Linked DNA regions of Anas platyrhynchos: region 2 is linked to region 1. A link is a contact called in public Hi-C data. All regions are on one chromosome and are shown on one strand. The core of a region is the stretch at or near the end of the contact, and the rest is flanking DNA. Distances in the headings are between cores, read along the strand shown. Region 1 overlaps CLMP (CXADR like membrane protein). Region 2 overlaps GRAMD1B (GRAM domain containing 1B).

Evidence for each region. Hi-C and Micro-C count contacts between places; a contact is called where the count stands out from the background.
Region 2: a Hi-C map of F5 follicle shows a contact between it and region 1, with 2.9 times the contacts expected there. The contact joins two enhancer-like sites. A contact is called at or near these places in 5 of 8 Hi-C or Micro-C datasets (F5 follicle, liver, skeletal muscle and 1 more).

The regions. Positions count from the first base shown.
Region 1 is chr25:7,618,625-7,626,490 of IASCAAS_PekinDuck_T2T, forward strand. The region is part of intron 2 of CLMP (CXADR like membrane protein); the gene reads right to left. Among named protein-coding and RNA genes, the nearest start is that of HSPA8, 17 kb to the left of the region's middle. Within about 2 kb of position 3,172, at least 4 of the 8 cell types and tissues checked have an H3K27ac peak or open chromatin away from gene starts, as enhancers often do.
Region 2 is chr25:7,727,428-7,735,293 of IASCAAS_PekinDuck_T2T, forward strand. GRAMD1B (GRAM domain containing 1B) reads left to right here. Exons shown (of 24, transcript XM_072027759.1): 5 at 3,998-4,075. Among named protein-coding and RNA genes, the nearest start is that of GRAMD1B, 71 kb to the left of the region's middle. Within about 2 kb of position 5,179, at least 3 of the 8 cell types and tissues checked have an H3K27ac peak or open chromatin away from gene starts, as enhancers often do.

The DNA of each region.
Region 1 (7,866 bases), core at 1,922-4,421:
AAGCAAGCCCAACAGCTTGGCTTCCTGGATAGATTGCAGCTGATTAAAGGGGACATCTATCCATACATAGGGAGTTAGTTTCACACCAATATTTAAGCATGAAGAACAGATGGCTTTGCACTCCAGAGCTGCAAACGCTCAAGTCACAGAAACTTTTGCTAATATATCCACCTACATCCTCCGTGCACTCAAAATTGCAGATTGCCTCCTTGGTTTTGCCCTCTCCTTTTATTCCCTTGTTTTGTAAGTGACGTTTTAGCCTGAAAGACCTTTGGAGTCCATAGATTTATTCCTACATCAGCCTGATGATGCTTAGAGTCTCTTTCCTAAAACTGAATGTTTCTGCATGCAATTCAGCTCTGGAAACAAGAAAACAGCCTGGCAACCTTACAAAAGCATGGTGCGAGTAGAATAGCGAAGTCTCTTTGAACAGCAACATCAAACAACCCAACCAAGCACCAGAAGTCATCAAAAACGGTTTGTCAGGAAAAAAGAAGTTGCCAAGACGAACCACTAGATGGAAGCTGCGTCCTTTCAACGTTCACAAGGAAAAACCCCAAACACAAGCTAACGCCCTGAAGCCAAAGCCAGCAGATGGCGCATCCCATAAAAGTGTAATTTTCAACCAGCACCGCTTAAATCATAGCGAAATTCGCAGTTTCTGTCCCGGTTTCCTTCCGTATTGCAGCCCTGCTAGAACTAAACTGAATCAGAGGGCTGATTCTTTGCTTTATAGATCTCCAGATCTATAGATACCAGAGCCCAGACAATACACGGGCTCTGGTAAGCTCAGTTTCGATTAAAACCAGCCCAAAAAAAGATCAGAGGTATGGAAAGGAAAACCTGTGTGCTTAGATTTTCAGATTAGACTCTCAGATTTGCTACAAAACCAAATGAAAATGTTTGCAAGCGAGCTTTCACGTGGCTTTGTGGCATGAATGCCATTTGCCTTCTGTGTTGAATCTTCAGAGTGCAGCTGGGTTGTTCTTAAGTTTTGCTGTGCAAGAAGAAAGCCCCCAAACATTTTTATTTTATTTTTTTTCCCCTGTGAAAAGAAGCAAGCTGAAATCTCTCAATTTTTAGACCAATTACCATGAAACAGATTAAAACAGTGAGAGCTGGCAGCAGGAGGAAGATACGTCACACGTGTATTGAACACACAACCCCATGATTACATAGCAAGATTACTGGCAGGAGCTTGAGAAGCTGTAGTTACGTAGGCTAAATTTATTCCTGCATTTGCATTAAAACACTGGGAGACTTTAACCTTAAAAAAAAAAAGGAAAAGTGACATCAAGTGACATTGTCTTAGCTTTCTCTGTTACTCTGTTTATTCTGAACAGAATTACCCACCCTGTTCCCACTCCTGTTTTCAGACCATGACCATCCCTCAGCTCCCAATATTCAGTCAATGCTTGTCGAGCACTTGTATAGAAGGTATCTGCTACACGCACACATGTACAAAAACCAAAAACACTTTGAAATATCAGACAGGTAGAGTCTTGCAAAGGATCAAACACTCCGCTCTGCACAGATCTCTGCATGAATTGATGAGCATGAAAGCTCCTTTTCAGTCACATTAGCTGCTTTCTTTAAAGGGAAAATTAATCCACTTTATCACTGGATTCACTAGTCCCAAAGCTCCATCTGCCAAATACAATTATACCTTCTGCCTAAGACAAATGCCTGCTCTCTCCTGCAGCCACATTGCTGCGGGCTGCCTTCATTAACACGCTGATACTCACTAGATGGCTGATCAATAAGTTTAATTAAAGCGCAACAGTAGCGAGCATTCACATCACATTTGCAGCAGCTTCAGAGTGCAATGCCAGCAGAGCACTGAGATTTTGTATACATATCACGGGGTATTCTAGATTTTAAGACGCAGTTTTACGTTAGAAACTCTGATTGGGATTAAAAATTGCTTTTTGATGGAGTATATTTGTATCACTTTCCTTCATCACTGCCTTGGATAGACTTTTTAGGAGGGCACCTTGGTCTATTCTTGTTGCCCCCAGCAAGCAGGCTCTGAATTTCAAGAGTCCTTCACCTGTAAACTCATCTTCTATAGAGGAGTAAGATCAGGGAGCCATCTAGCAAGAAAGCATCTGCAAATTCCTAAAGCACCTAAGGCCTTTTCAATGGTACATTCACCATCAGGTACTTGGAAGCTGATTCACCATGCAACTGCAGGCTGTATTCATATGAACTGAATACCAGAGCATCACACAGGTTTTGTGCTCCCTTTTCCATGACATAGCTGTCTTTCTTATTCAAAAAAAATCCCTTTGGTCCTTATTGGTTCTTTAAGTCTACAAATTCTAAAGGAAGCCTGCAGGTGCTCTAGACAAAACCTTCACTTTCTCTTTCCAGTCACCTATACCTGCACAAAGACAAAAGGAAGCTCAAAATACAGCTTCCTAGAAGTACTCAGAGGATGCTGGTTATCAAAATTACCTGTTTAAAATCTGAAGAGAGCTTGAAGCAAACAGCTCACATGCTTTCCTCATGCTTTTTTGTCTCACTGTGGCAATAAGTGAGACAATCACACAGAAACAAAAATTTGCCTTTAGACATGAGCTGGAATTTGTCTTTGAAATGGAAAGGAACTAGAGACCATGTCTGAGCAGCAATCTAGTTACTTTGAGTTATTATTCACAGAATAAATGCTATCTGAGGTTCTCTCATTTATCTGCAGATGAGACCCAGCAAGAACAGCTCAAAGAAATGGGAGTTTGCAGATAGCATTTGGTTATTTTCCAGCCTAAATTGTTTAAATGAGGAATTCCTTATGGGCAACCCTTCATAGCAGCAAACAGCCCTGCATGCTGGCCAAAGCACACATCAGTGGGTTTGAGCAAGCAGCTTGCTCTGGGCAAGCCTTTTGCTGTGCTGGGTGGGTGCAGAGGGCTCCAGACCTTGCCCCTTACCCAGCTCCAGAAAGGCAGAGCACATTCTGGGTGAGGCCTTTTGTGCTGGCTGCAGCAGATGGCAGTAGATTAAGACAAGATTTTCTCAAATGTCAGACCCCCGGGTCTCGCTCAGTAATGAAATATGTATGCAGGCTCCACAGTTCTTACCCAAAAAACCTCTTCCCCTTCCACATCCTGTGTGGGGCTCTTTGCCACAAGTCATTCAGCAATTTACTCAGCCTGCGTCCCACGACTCCAAGGGAGGTCGGTTTGTTTCTGTGGAGCAGGAGCCCTAAACCCATTGCAAAGCAGTGGCTCACGGGCCTGAAAAAAGCCTTGGGTGCGGTGCCAGGCTTGCTGACACACTGCAGCATTCTCTCTTTGGGGGAGGAGACCTTTGTAATGCCTTAACACTTGCACAATTGTTCAAGAAGACAATAGCTCTGGCACCCAGTAGAGAAGAGAGAAAGATTTGTCATTTATCCCTCGTTAATGCTTCAAATCCAAGGAATACAGAGCAGCAAGTATTTTAAACAATAACAAGCAAACGCACCTAAGAGAACAATACAGACAGTACAGCACCAGATTTCAGGATACGGACAGATCCAGCCAGCCAGGGCACACAGGCAGAGTTTAGCCATCAATACCAGGCCCTTCTGCCTTGCATTCTCAGAGTCAACAAAATAAAAATGAGGACAGTAGTCCAAGTACTTCCCAGAACTCATATAAACACTTAAGTGACAGAATTTTAAGTGCACTGCAGATACTACGTGAAGGTTTCAATTTCCCGAAAAGCCTGCCTTTTGGAGTGGACTTAGAGAGAAGGAACCATCCCCAGTGCAATCACAACAAAATACTCATCACAACTGGGAGTTGTCAGACCTCAGTTTTCCCAAAGAAGTGTTTTCATGAATCCCAATCAAGATCACACATGCTTTCACATATATTATTATAAAGCTCAGTTTTATTTTCATGGCCATGCAATACCAAGAACACGTATATATCGACACTAATACACATACTGAGAACATTAAATACACACATCTATAAATGCACAAGAATAAATGCAGAGAGCAGATTGAAAATGTTATGCTGACATTTTTAGGCAAATTCACGTGCTAAAAGCTAAAGAGCTTCCAGATTTAAATCTTTCATTAGCTTCAGAAAGCAACTTGAATTAGGGAGTCATGCTAAATATATTCAATACTTCTAAAAAGTAAAAAGCTGTATTGTATACTTGTCTGCTACAGTTAGAAGGAATAGCTTACAAAAATCCAAAGAATTGTAATACAAGAAATCCATAGTGACACCTCGCAAACCTGGCCCAAACCATAACCAAACCAAGATCATTTGGGATATCAATGTCAAAAACGGGGCCCCAGGGGCTTCCCTTGTGAAGCTAAACTTTTCAGCTAAACTTTAAAGATTTTTTTGAAAGTTTATTTTGTTTCTTACGGAAAATTACATTTTCAGCAGCCTATTCCAGGCAGTAATGTCCGAGAAGTAGAAACACAACCTGTAATTTCCCTGTGACTTGAGGCATCCTGGGCTAGGAGGAGATGAAGTGGATTCCTGAAGCTTCAGGGCTCATTTGGAAAAGTTAGGGTCACCAATTCAAGTTAGTGAAGTGACGTGTAAATACTTGTTTAAATTAAGCAAAGTTTTATAGAAGTGCTTTACTAAATGCAAACCTTAATAAAAGATGTTTAACGTGGATTGTCCTAGGCCAGTCACCTAGCCTAACCCCATTTTGGAAACTTCAGCCTTGAAGGTCAAAACACAAGCACCTTTCCAAATAAATCCATGACGTAGCTTACATTTTTATATTCCTCCAGTACAATAAGCTAGCAAATTGTAAGAAATTTCAAAAATAATCTGACAAGTAGCAAAGCAGGAGACCTCACAACACCATATCTACCACTCATGCTCCAAGCATTTATTTATACACTTGATTTTTATTCTGCCACTTACATTTTCCATTTGTTATGGAAATTTATTATGGAAATATTTATTTCAATTTATTTATGGTCAATATTGCCCATCTCAGTTTTAACAGTGCTGTTTGCATCTGGATCTTAATTCTATGGGGTACTGTGCACAAGGTTAAAAACGTGCATTTGGAGGCATTCTTTGCAGTAGAGAAGCAGGTGAAGAAATTAATAATTTTGGTAGCCTGTCAAGTCCTCTTGGGGATGCTCTCAAATGAATTATTTTCACACCTCAGTGCAATCCCACTGCCTGATGATGGGGAAGGTTTGGTCTTGCAGTGCTCTGAATAACACATTCTTCTCAAAATCCAGGGTTGCTGTTAGAAAACCACCTTGGTGTGTCCAACAATCCCACGCTCAGCTAGACCTGCAGGCTGAACTGCTTGTAGAAGTATACTTCATTTAGACCATTTTGACTAAAATGAATAAAAAATTTCTACTTAAACAGTTTAAATTAGTCCACACTCCAAAGAGTAAGTGTCCACTGTATTATTCAGACAGGTAACGTTTCTCTAGCTGAATAACCCCATACATTTGACTCGCTTATTGACAGGCTTAATACATGCAATCCACTCAAGCGAGTATTTAAAGAGAGTATCTGTCTAAACAATATATACACAAGAGTAATGTTTGAGAGTTAAAAAACAGCTCAGCCTGACATGGTGCAACTTCGAACCACTCCTTCATGCCAGGAATTTAAGACTTCACATCTGTTAGATCTTACTGCAGTCTTGTAAGAATTTATTTACTGAGCTTCTTCATGGAAAAGCAAAAGTCTGCCCTCGCTCCATCTAGTGCTCTCGCGAGTGCTAATGAACAAGATCTGAGCATTTGGTAACAAACAAATTTAGTATTTTACATGCTTCAATAGGAGGCTGACTACAGAATTCTTTGTGGCCAAAAAACTACATCTGAAGTAAAATTTAAGAGATGGTTGAGTGATTTTGAAACTCAGATCAGCCAAGTATCAATGACACTACAGACACTAGTTCTACTTCTTCTCTGCTGAGAAATGAATCATTTTTTCTTCAAGTTATTACTGATCAGTAGCGATAGGACAGACCTGAACATCATCTTGCATCTCCCCTTTAAGTTTCCTGTAGTTTCTGCTGTGGACAACCAAAATGGTGAATAGCTACTTCAGTTTGTGACAGAGCTGTAAGAACCCACAAGGTTGACACCGCACACTCGCCATCAGACCACGCTAGCACTAACAGTTAGTTACCCTGACAGTATTTTAGGCCAAAATAAATACAAAATGGTGTCTTCTTACAGACAGCTATTTTGCATTCTTTGTGCAAGGGAGGAAAAGCTGGGGGCGGCTGGAAGTCTCCTAAGGATAATTAACTCAGCCAGGGCTGTGCTCTGGGACATCTGCTTTCTGTATTCCTTGGCTGGCAGAGACAGAAAGGCCAGGGGTCGCCTTCCCCCTGAGAGCCCAAGTGCTCCAAGTGACCAAGACCTGGCCCCCAGCGCATGCTGCCTGCAGCCTGCTCCCCTCAGCCTCCCTTTGATTTCAGGAATTTGGTTGTGAAGTGAAAGCATCTCAAATGAGAAAAATGTGAGCTAGCAGTCAGTTCCCGCAGGGACAGGCTGGCTGTGTCAAAATGAAGGGGTCGGCCTATCCTCATAGCACTGCAGAGGTCCTCTGTAATTGGAACCACATGCGCTGGGGCTGAGGTTTGAGGAGGCTGTTAAACAGAAAGCAAAGGCAGCTCCAGCACGCTGCCGAGTTTCCACGGGGGTGACGTGAAGTCTTTGGAATTGAAACCGCTGCAGAGCTAGGAAGGCCCAAGGAGAAGAGAAAAAGCCGCGTTTCACAAAGCCAGAGCCTCTGATTTTTAGAGGTTTGCAAGGACAAAGCAAAAAGCGCAGGAGGGGGCGAGAATCGTCCTGGTGATACAGAGGCCAGAAGAAACACTGCTGTGGCGAGCAGTGGTGAGCTGTTGCACCAGCATAGTGGCAGAGCACACCATGCGTGCACAGAAATGCCCTAAATGCAGTGTCCATGCTGCCCCTAGTGCCAGTCTGAGGCTGATAAATGAGAGACTCATAGCAGTACAAGTGGCCACATTCAATCTAAGGAACCTACCTACACATTCCTAGGCGCAAGAGGTAAAATTGTCCCCCAAAAAAGCCAGCAGGAAGCTTGCCTTCAACACCAACACGCAACTGAGTCCAAACCCTGCAGAGACTCTGGAATACTGGAAAAATGTCAAAGCATTCGGTTAGCTGAGGATCCTCAGAGACAGCCAGCAGCTATGTATGTACTGTGTCTGTCCTTTTTCTCATTGTATTTTAAAATCAAGTGCAAGTAGGCAGGTCTGGATTTATATCCCTGGAGACCACAGAGAACAGAACAGACTACATCAGAACTGCTTCTTCCTATTTAATAGGTCACAAAATGTTTGTACAGAGGGATGTGTGAAGTCCCTTAGCCTCTAGTCCAGGCATTTCATCAGGAAAATGATCCAGGTGTCTTCTTTTTACAGGAACACAGCTCATCTAAGCCTTTCAGTAATGCAGCTGGTGATTTCCAGCTGCATGGATGAGATCTGTGCAGAGACTGTCAGTATGTATCACATCCTCAGGGGGCTGAAGCACCTAAGGCTGTCGGATATTCCCTTTTCCTCAGAGCATCTCTGGGCTGCTTTGAGTACCCTACAAAGGTTTGTGCTGAGTGTGGTGGAATAGTTCTTTCCCCAAACCCAGCTATGGTTTAAGATTAATGTTAAGTCATCCGTCTTGTCAATGGGCAACATGAGAGCACGAACGGGTTCCCCAGTCACATTTCAAACCCTTGTGTCTTGAGTCACAGCCCAATCTGAGAAGTACCAGGTTCTGGAATACACCAGAACAGCACAGTTGTTGGAAAATACCAGAACTGCCTTATCTGAATCATAGCTAGAATGGAAAAGTACTGACTAATAGTCAATCATCTCATGCTCCTATAAATAATGGTTCTA
Region 2 (7,866 bases), core at 3,929-6,428, 110 kb after region 1:
TGTATACCTGTCAATTACCTATCCTACTTCTGTGAAATGCTTAGTACTGAACCCAAAGCCTATGAATACAGGGTTTAATTAAGAAAAATGAATAGGGAATATTCATCTGTGTTCAGACTTGAAAAGTTCTATGTGAAATTATTCGCTGAATAGCTGTGACTAACAATAACCTTCTGAAGACCACAGACTCCTGTGAATAACTGATTCTCCAAGCTCGTGAATTGATTCCATCTTCCATGACAGCCGTTTCTTCCCCATTCCCTTGCTCACCCCGATCATCCATCACTGTTGAAAGAATTTCCTTTGAATAAAAGCCTGCCAGACTCACACCTGCAGATACACAAGTACAGTGAGATGTTTTCTATCACCTTTTCAAAGCATTGTCAGAAACGAAAGGCAGAGTTGGAGAGGGAGCACTAGTTTCTAGTGGAGTCATTTATCAGATACAGCTATCCACACGTTTCAAGTTAGGAAACACAAGTTGAGACCCATTTCTCATTGCTTCTGAATGCGTTTGTAGTTGAATTCCTTTAAAGAAATTGCCCTTCCTCTGATTTAAGGACAAGTAATGGCATCTGTTATAAGTGCCAGACTAGATGCTTTTTCCCACCCATCCAATAATGTGTGAGTGCTATGAGAGCATTGTTTAAGTGTGGTTAAAGCAATCTGTGTGTGTTCCTGCCTTGCTTTGGTGGCATGGATCATGCTGTATTGATACCTTCCAAGGTGGAATTGCTGAAGATGCAGATCTATCAAAGTTTGGCCTGGGTTGGCAAATTTGTTAGGACTGGTAAGTGGAAAGCAGTGGGAGACCACACAGGAAAAAACAGTCACGTACTCTTGCTTGTGATCGTGACTTTTCATAACGCTTCCAGACATATCTGGAAGGTACAGAATTCCCAGAAAACCCCTGCTGTGCAAACATTGACACGAGTGTCTGAACTTTGAAATCTGGACAGGCACCTTAGTAGAAGATCTGCTTAGCTTTAAAAGCCTATTTGTGCGTAAAATGAGAGATTGGCACTGCCTTACCATTTAGACTGAAATCTGAGTAAAATGAGATATTACACCCCCTGCCCCCCAACAAAAAAGCAAGAAGATAATAGCACAAAATGTAATTTAAAACTTGCTGAGACCAGGTCTGAGAAATGTTTAAATATTTAACTTTGAGTGGCATAAGGTCGGGGAGATGAATTGTGATGAGCATTTTTAAAGTACGTTTTGCACTTTGATCTCTAGTATCAGCAGTCTACTCAAGTTCACTTTTGGCAGGATTTGGAAGAGGTGATTTTTGTGTGCGACTATCTCATGAGCATTCATCTAAGTGCATGTACATAGGTCACGAAGTTGATGAAAACTGTTTAACACTTATAACGTATTAAAGATGCTGGAAAAGAGACAACAGAACAAGCATCCTTAGGAATGGACTGTTTTCTTCTGTGCTTTCTTTTACTGATTTACTAAGACTCTTAAGCAGCTTTTAGCCTTCTCTGTTAATATAAAACCTCAATGTCTGTATGTAAAGCTTTCCCCCGTATTACTTCTCAATACAAATCACACCTTTCTTATTTCCTTATAAATATAGCCAATACAAGAGCAGCAATTTGTTGTTCCACCACCTCAGAGGAACACTGTCATCTTAAAAGCAGGTTAACTTGCAGTGGACCGAAAAGTGTAATGAAACAATAGCTCTGCATTTCAAGTGCTCTCTGCTTTTTAGGGGGTTTAACAGCTGCACTGTCTGGTAATCAAAACATTGAAATGGTTTTTCTCTGTGTGAAGAGCTCTCAAACTTGTGGAAAGCTTCCATGCAAAACACTGCTGCAGTGAAGTAGGAGGGGGAAGAACTGATCTCCTTCTTCTGGTGTTTCTTTAATTTCTTGTCTTGAGCATTCCCGAGTGATAAGGAAAGGGGACAAGGTGTTGTACTGCGATGTGTTGTGACATCTGTATTCCATTAAATTTTAACCCTTGTTTTGAAGGGCTGTCTGAACAGGGCATTTAATGACAGTTGAGTGAGCATGAAAAGGTCTAAGGTACGTCTTGTATAACTGTCTAAGAGTAAAGTTTCAAGTGAGATTCCCAGCATTGCAGGAGCTGTAGCTGGGCTGTGTTACATTGGGACTTTTTGGTAAGTTTCTTTTCTGCTTAATCAAAACTGAACTGGCAAAGTTTTGGGAGAGGTTTTTTATTTATGAATTGACAAGTAGGAATAGTCCCTGGATCTTCAAGGGGAAGAGACAGGCCTTTTCCCCTCGCCTTTTTAGAGTAAGAAAGGAAAATGTTCATTACCAAGGGATGTGGTATTCACCTTAAAGCTTATGAACAGTCTCCCAAGAACACAAACTAATCAAAAGGATGTTTTTGCTCTGTGAAGAAAAAGATGGGGCTGGAGGGGGGGGTTGGGTGGTTGGATTGCCCCTTTTTAAAAAAAAAAAAAAAAAAAAAGAAAAAGAAAAAAGAAAAAAAAGCCGCTAACAAGCCACCGTATTCTTATACAGATTTGTTGAAGCAATGCTATTTAGTACCTGAGGATGTAGCTCTCTGTCGCTGACGTAGTTTCTGGTTCTAGTTCCTGTTCTGTCTGCTTAGTGGTTTCTTCGTGCCTTGGAAGTACCAAGACAATTACAGATGAACTTCTAAGCCTCTTCATGCTTTGCTCTGTTAATTTCTGTGGTGGCAAAAGTAGTGCTTTTTGCATAGGGCTTAACAAATATGTTGACTTACCTGAAATGATAATTTTATTTATCCTTTCTGTACTGTAATTGAGTTGAAATGCCTAAGTAGATGTAGGTAAGAGGAGCTGTAACAATTTCTTCATGTGAGCACAGAGTACATTTAAAGAAGTAAAAGAAATGGGGTTTTTGGGTGAATTGATTTGAAGAGAGACAGAAGAGAAATGAACAAGTAGACTTGACAGAAAAATCTCACTATGGTGTTTTAGTGCTGTTTTACCCAAAAGTAGGTCTTCTGGAGGCTTAATGCTTTCTAAGAAGAAAAAAAAAATGCAGTATGGGCCTTTTTGAAACTGCTTCTGTGCCTTTGGTATGTGATGTGCAATCTATTACACAGATTTGTCTACACTGCAGTAGAAGCTGTGATTGCAGCATGCATCTGTATACCTGAACTGGTTTTATTCAAGCTGCTTAGGTTCTGCCAGCGGTGAACAGAGAGTGTTTTAGCATGGTGTGTGTTCAGGCAAATGCATCCAGTGTCCCAGGTGGGGCTGGACAGTTTGTGCTGAAGCTGTGTTGCCATGGCTCCATAGCCAGGGTACCCAGGCTGTGCAGATTAAGGATGCCCCAAGAATATCTGTGTTGTGCTGCAGTCGGGTATCTGAAGGCAGAATCAGACCTGTTGAGGGCTCAGAAGGAAAGCTCTTGCAAAGAAACACGAAGCTATAGAAATGAGAAGCAGGAACGCTGATGAGTCCCTGGAGCAGGCTGAGGCTGCTAGGAGGGAATAAAGGCAACATCATACAATGGATTTAAAAAAATAAAAATAAAAATAAACACCTCCAAATTATCCATTTAAAGGGGAAGAGTGACATCTTGTGGGCTCAACATGCAACTCTCCATTAGAAATTTGGTGGTGACCACTTCTGGCTGCTTTATCCTTAAAAAGAGTTCATTTTAACTGCTCTTTTGTCCTGCTGTCCGGAAGCGGGGGCATATGAACAGATAGTGGTTTGGTAGTTGAACGTTAAGCTGTATGAAACCATTGTGGGGTGGTGTGATGAAACACTCTGTAGACAACGTGCAAGGTTACTTCTGTATCTGAAAGTTCTTAGAAAAGCATTACTGACTGGAAGTAAGAGGCTTCGAACCAGTCACTCCTGTTGTATGTCAGATATGAGCTTACTTCCTTATATTTTTCTTTGTATCTCTAAATATATGAAGAATGAAGCTTGTGTTTTTTCTTGTTCTGGCTTTAAAATCAAAACGTTTCACAGGGACTTATCAAAATCTGTCTTAATTGCTTCTGTTTTCTATTGCAGCAGTCAGCAGAGCAGCCAGCAAAGCAGCCACGATGATGACTCGTCTCGATTCCTGAGCCCTCATATGCGTGACGACAGGTACGTCTGTTCATGCTCAACTAGGGGAAATTCCTGGAAACACTCAGTAAAATCAGATGGTCTGGGCTGACTGAGACCTCATTTTCCCTCTGTTTCTCAGTTATTTAACCAGAAATGTCACATACTTAAAAAAGCATGACTTAACCGGTCTTATCAATGCCTAAAAAAGGCATATTTTTCCATGTACTTAAAAGTAGAACTTGGGACAAACACATCCAGCCCATGACGTAGCCTAAATTTTATCCTCAGGCTCATTCTCAGACTAATTCCCTGAAACTTTATCTGGTATAGAAAGCTTCATCAAATCCCCTCTGTATTGATCATTAGCAGCTCTGATCCTTGAGTGTACAAGTGAAATTTTGTATGTAATTCTTGTCCCTACCAAGTACAATATTGAGACTGGCTATTGTATTTTAGATGTGATGTGTGGGGACAGTCCCCAGGTGTCTACAGCTCCTTTCTAGCAGCTCAGTAAAAAACTACTGTGAAGTTTGAGAAGCAACTTAAGTTTCTTGTACTTAGGGTTGATTAATGACTACTTTAAAGTGCAGTGTTGGCACAAAAGCTGTTGAAAAACAAATGCTTATTTTTGTGTGTGATTTATTGTTGCTTTGCCAAGGACTATATGATTATTAAGACTTTCGCTCTATCTTGTAATTCATCTTGTGAGTCTGAAACCACTTTTTCTTCTGCTGTGCATGAATTATGAGCCCTGAACTGCTGTCACCTTTCTGTCCTGGGCCAGCTCCTGCAGGCCTGTTTCCCTAATAACACCTTTGGGCCCCAGTGTTTGGTCTGGTCTTTGGTTTCTGAAAGTCGTGTGATTTTGTTACTGCGTTGCACAGGGGAGTTGTTGCATTTTCCTTAATGTTGTGATCGTGGATCATAGCTGCTGCATAGGGGATTATGAGAAGCATCTGAATATGGCTTCTGCTCTGTGTGCTCTTATTGTGGCATAGTCAGAGAAGAGCTTTGTTTCAGCTCTGTTACTCAGTTATTCCACGCAAGCTGTCTCTGAGGTCGAAGGTTTTTCCGACTGGCTCCAGGAGGGTAAACTCTTACCGAACTCTTACCAATTCCCCACTGTGATATCAGAGGCCAATGGATTGAGTAAGAACTGAATAGCAGCTGAGGAGGCATCTGAGGAATTGACTCACTGGAGAGAACATCCTGACCCTGAAGAGCTAATTAATATCCCAACAGAGTTTGGCTCTGAATTAGCACTTGGTAGTTGCAGCTAACCTTTTCTTCCATATGTTTCACTCCAATTATCGGTCTCTCTGGTGCTGTGGAGCCTGGCATAATTGACTAGTGGGGAGTGATGTTTGCAACTAGTAAATAAAGAACCTGACAGCAAAGCAGATGGACACTTAGATTATACCTGGGCTTCCTCTGTGTAATGCATGCTGGTATAGCATTTCATTTTGGACTCTGTAGGTTAAATAAGGTTAGGCTTCATTAATACTCTGATGAGGGTTTTCTGGACATAGGAAGATGGGAATAATTTGGAAGTGCTGCAGGTTTCACATGTAGACTTTTTGAGAGCCTTTAGACTGGTGCTGAGAGCATCTTAGTGTCTGGAAGAGATGCTTCAGCTGGAGCACTGTTGGAGCTCAGACCTATTTATGCAGGGCCGGGGTGGTGGAGAGCACGCTGACCTCTCTGTTATCAGGGGACCTGCAACATTCTTGCTGCCCGCAATAAATTTCAAGTTGGTTTGGTTTCATGGAAAAATACTGATCCTAAAATGACCCATATGAAGGCAAGTAAATTGTCTTTATCTCTTTTTCCTTTGCCAAAGTAATTTCATCGAGCTCTGCTAGTACAGCTGCTTTGGATAGCAGTGACTCTTGTCCATGAAACTTGACAAAAATGTCTTTTGGTAGTGAAATGCATTTCAAGTTTCCTGTAAGATGTGAAGTAGGCTAATGAAATCTTTGAGTGCTTGCTGTTCCTACTAGCAAAGTTGAAGGTGGTTTCTGAAGCATCTTGAAGCTGCCAGGCTTTTACAAATGAACGAGGAGGTACTTTCTCACTGTCCTTATGTGGTGGTATTTTGACCAGTAACAATGGGTCCTCAGACCACAGGTTTCGAGTTCTTCTCACAGTCGAAATGGTAAAGACCTGCAGGCAGTTCCCTCTGCTTGTTTCATTGACTTACCATACAGAAGCTGTAAGTAAAAATAACAAGGGTTTCAGCAGTCCTGTGAGTTGTGGTAAAAGCTGAGCAGAAGAGGAGACAGCAAGAAATCATGTGGTGTATACCAAAGGGTGCACCTTCTCTTGGCATGCTGCCCCTGGTGTTGCAGGCAGGAGTCTGTGCTGCACTGGAAGGAGCAGAGCAGAGTGAGCAAAGATCTGCACCCACTTCAGTACGTCTGGAAAAGTGCTGAAAGCTACTCCAGCCCAAATAAAGGGATGCTGAGTTTTTATGTTGACTCTGAGATTTAAAATATATATATATGGAGAGGAATACATAGCTGAGGATGGCCGACACCGAGACTAGGCAGAGCCAAGATCTTAACTGCGTGCTTTTCCTGTAAAAGATGGTACCAGGGAATGCTGCTAGTGGAGTTAACTGCTCGGTGATGGACTTCCAAGGATCGTGCTCCAACCCTCAGGCTCTTTCGGAGAAGACTCAGTTTTGTTCTGCTGGCAGATGCACTCGGTTCTCCCCAGCAGTTGTGTTCCTTGAGGTGTGAGCGCTGCTGTTGGCTGGTGCAGTGAGAAGTACGGCCATGGTCCAGAACCCGTGCCCTGACAAGGTGTCCTGCAGCACCGCGGTGAAGCAGGGCTGCCACTTGCGTGTATCTTCTCTGAGGAAAAAGCTGGCCTTCTGCACAGTCATGTAAGTTGTCATGTGTCTATCATACCTGATTGTTTATGCTGACAGGGAGCCCATACAGCTTTTATTTTGTCTTGGGGTAAATAAATGCTGTGCAGGTATTTTTGGGGCCATGTAAGGGAAAAGAGGCAGGCTAGAAGGAGAGCTGGGTTTTGCCTGGGCTCAGGTGCCTGCTGTCTGTGTGAGCTTGGGTGAATTGTTTCATGTTCTGTCTGTGTAATGAGGAGGTCAATTCTTTTCTAACCTCAGGAAAACAGATAAAAAAGATAGTGAGTTAAGTCTGTGGGTTGCTCAGATGCTGAAACACCCCAACCACATGAGTGTGAAGATAAGCAGCGGAGCTGAGATGGTGTCCAAATAATTGTGCTTGCAGTAGCTGCTTCATTTAAACTAATTCAAAGAGTGGACAAGGTTGGGATGCAGACGGACAGAGACTTGGGTGAAATATGTGCACGTACACAGTCACTAGTCCCTGTAACAAGACAAGGTTATGAATGAATTGCCTTGAACTTTCATCTAAATGAAGTCTAAGGTCATGAGCCTGCTTCTGTTTGAACCAAGGTCTTGTTCTTTGTCATGACGTTGAAGTACCTATCAGGTATAGGACGCGGGGAATTTTAATTAAGAGTAAATATTAAGCTACTGAACTGGAGGGAAAATCAGTCCTTAGCCTCATACACAGTCTGAGGAGGAGAAACACTGATAAGGTCAAAAGAGGAGTGTGAAAAGTACGGGGATAGAAAGCAGTAGGATGTGAAAAGGAGAGGAGAGAAGCAGGTAGCAGTTTACAGTGATCATATCAAAATGGAGGAAATGGGGAACAGCTAGTCTTACAATGTTTTGTTTTAATATGCCCTACATCTTGATTGCAGCTTAATTAGTCCCCCAGTGTGTACAGTATCTTGTTCTGATAATTCCAGGGCTGTGGGACTTGTTTTTCCTTTGC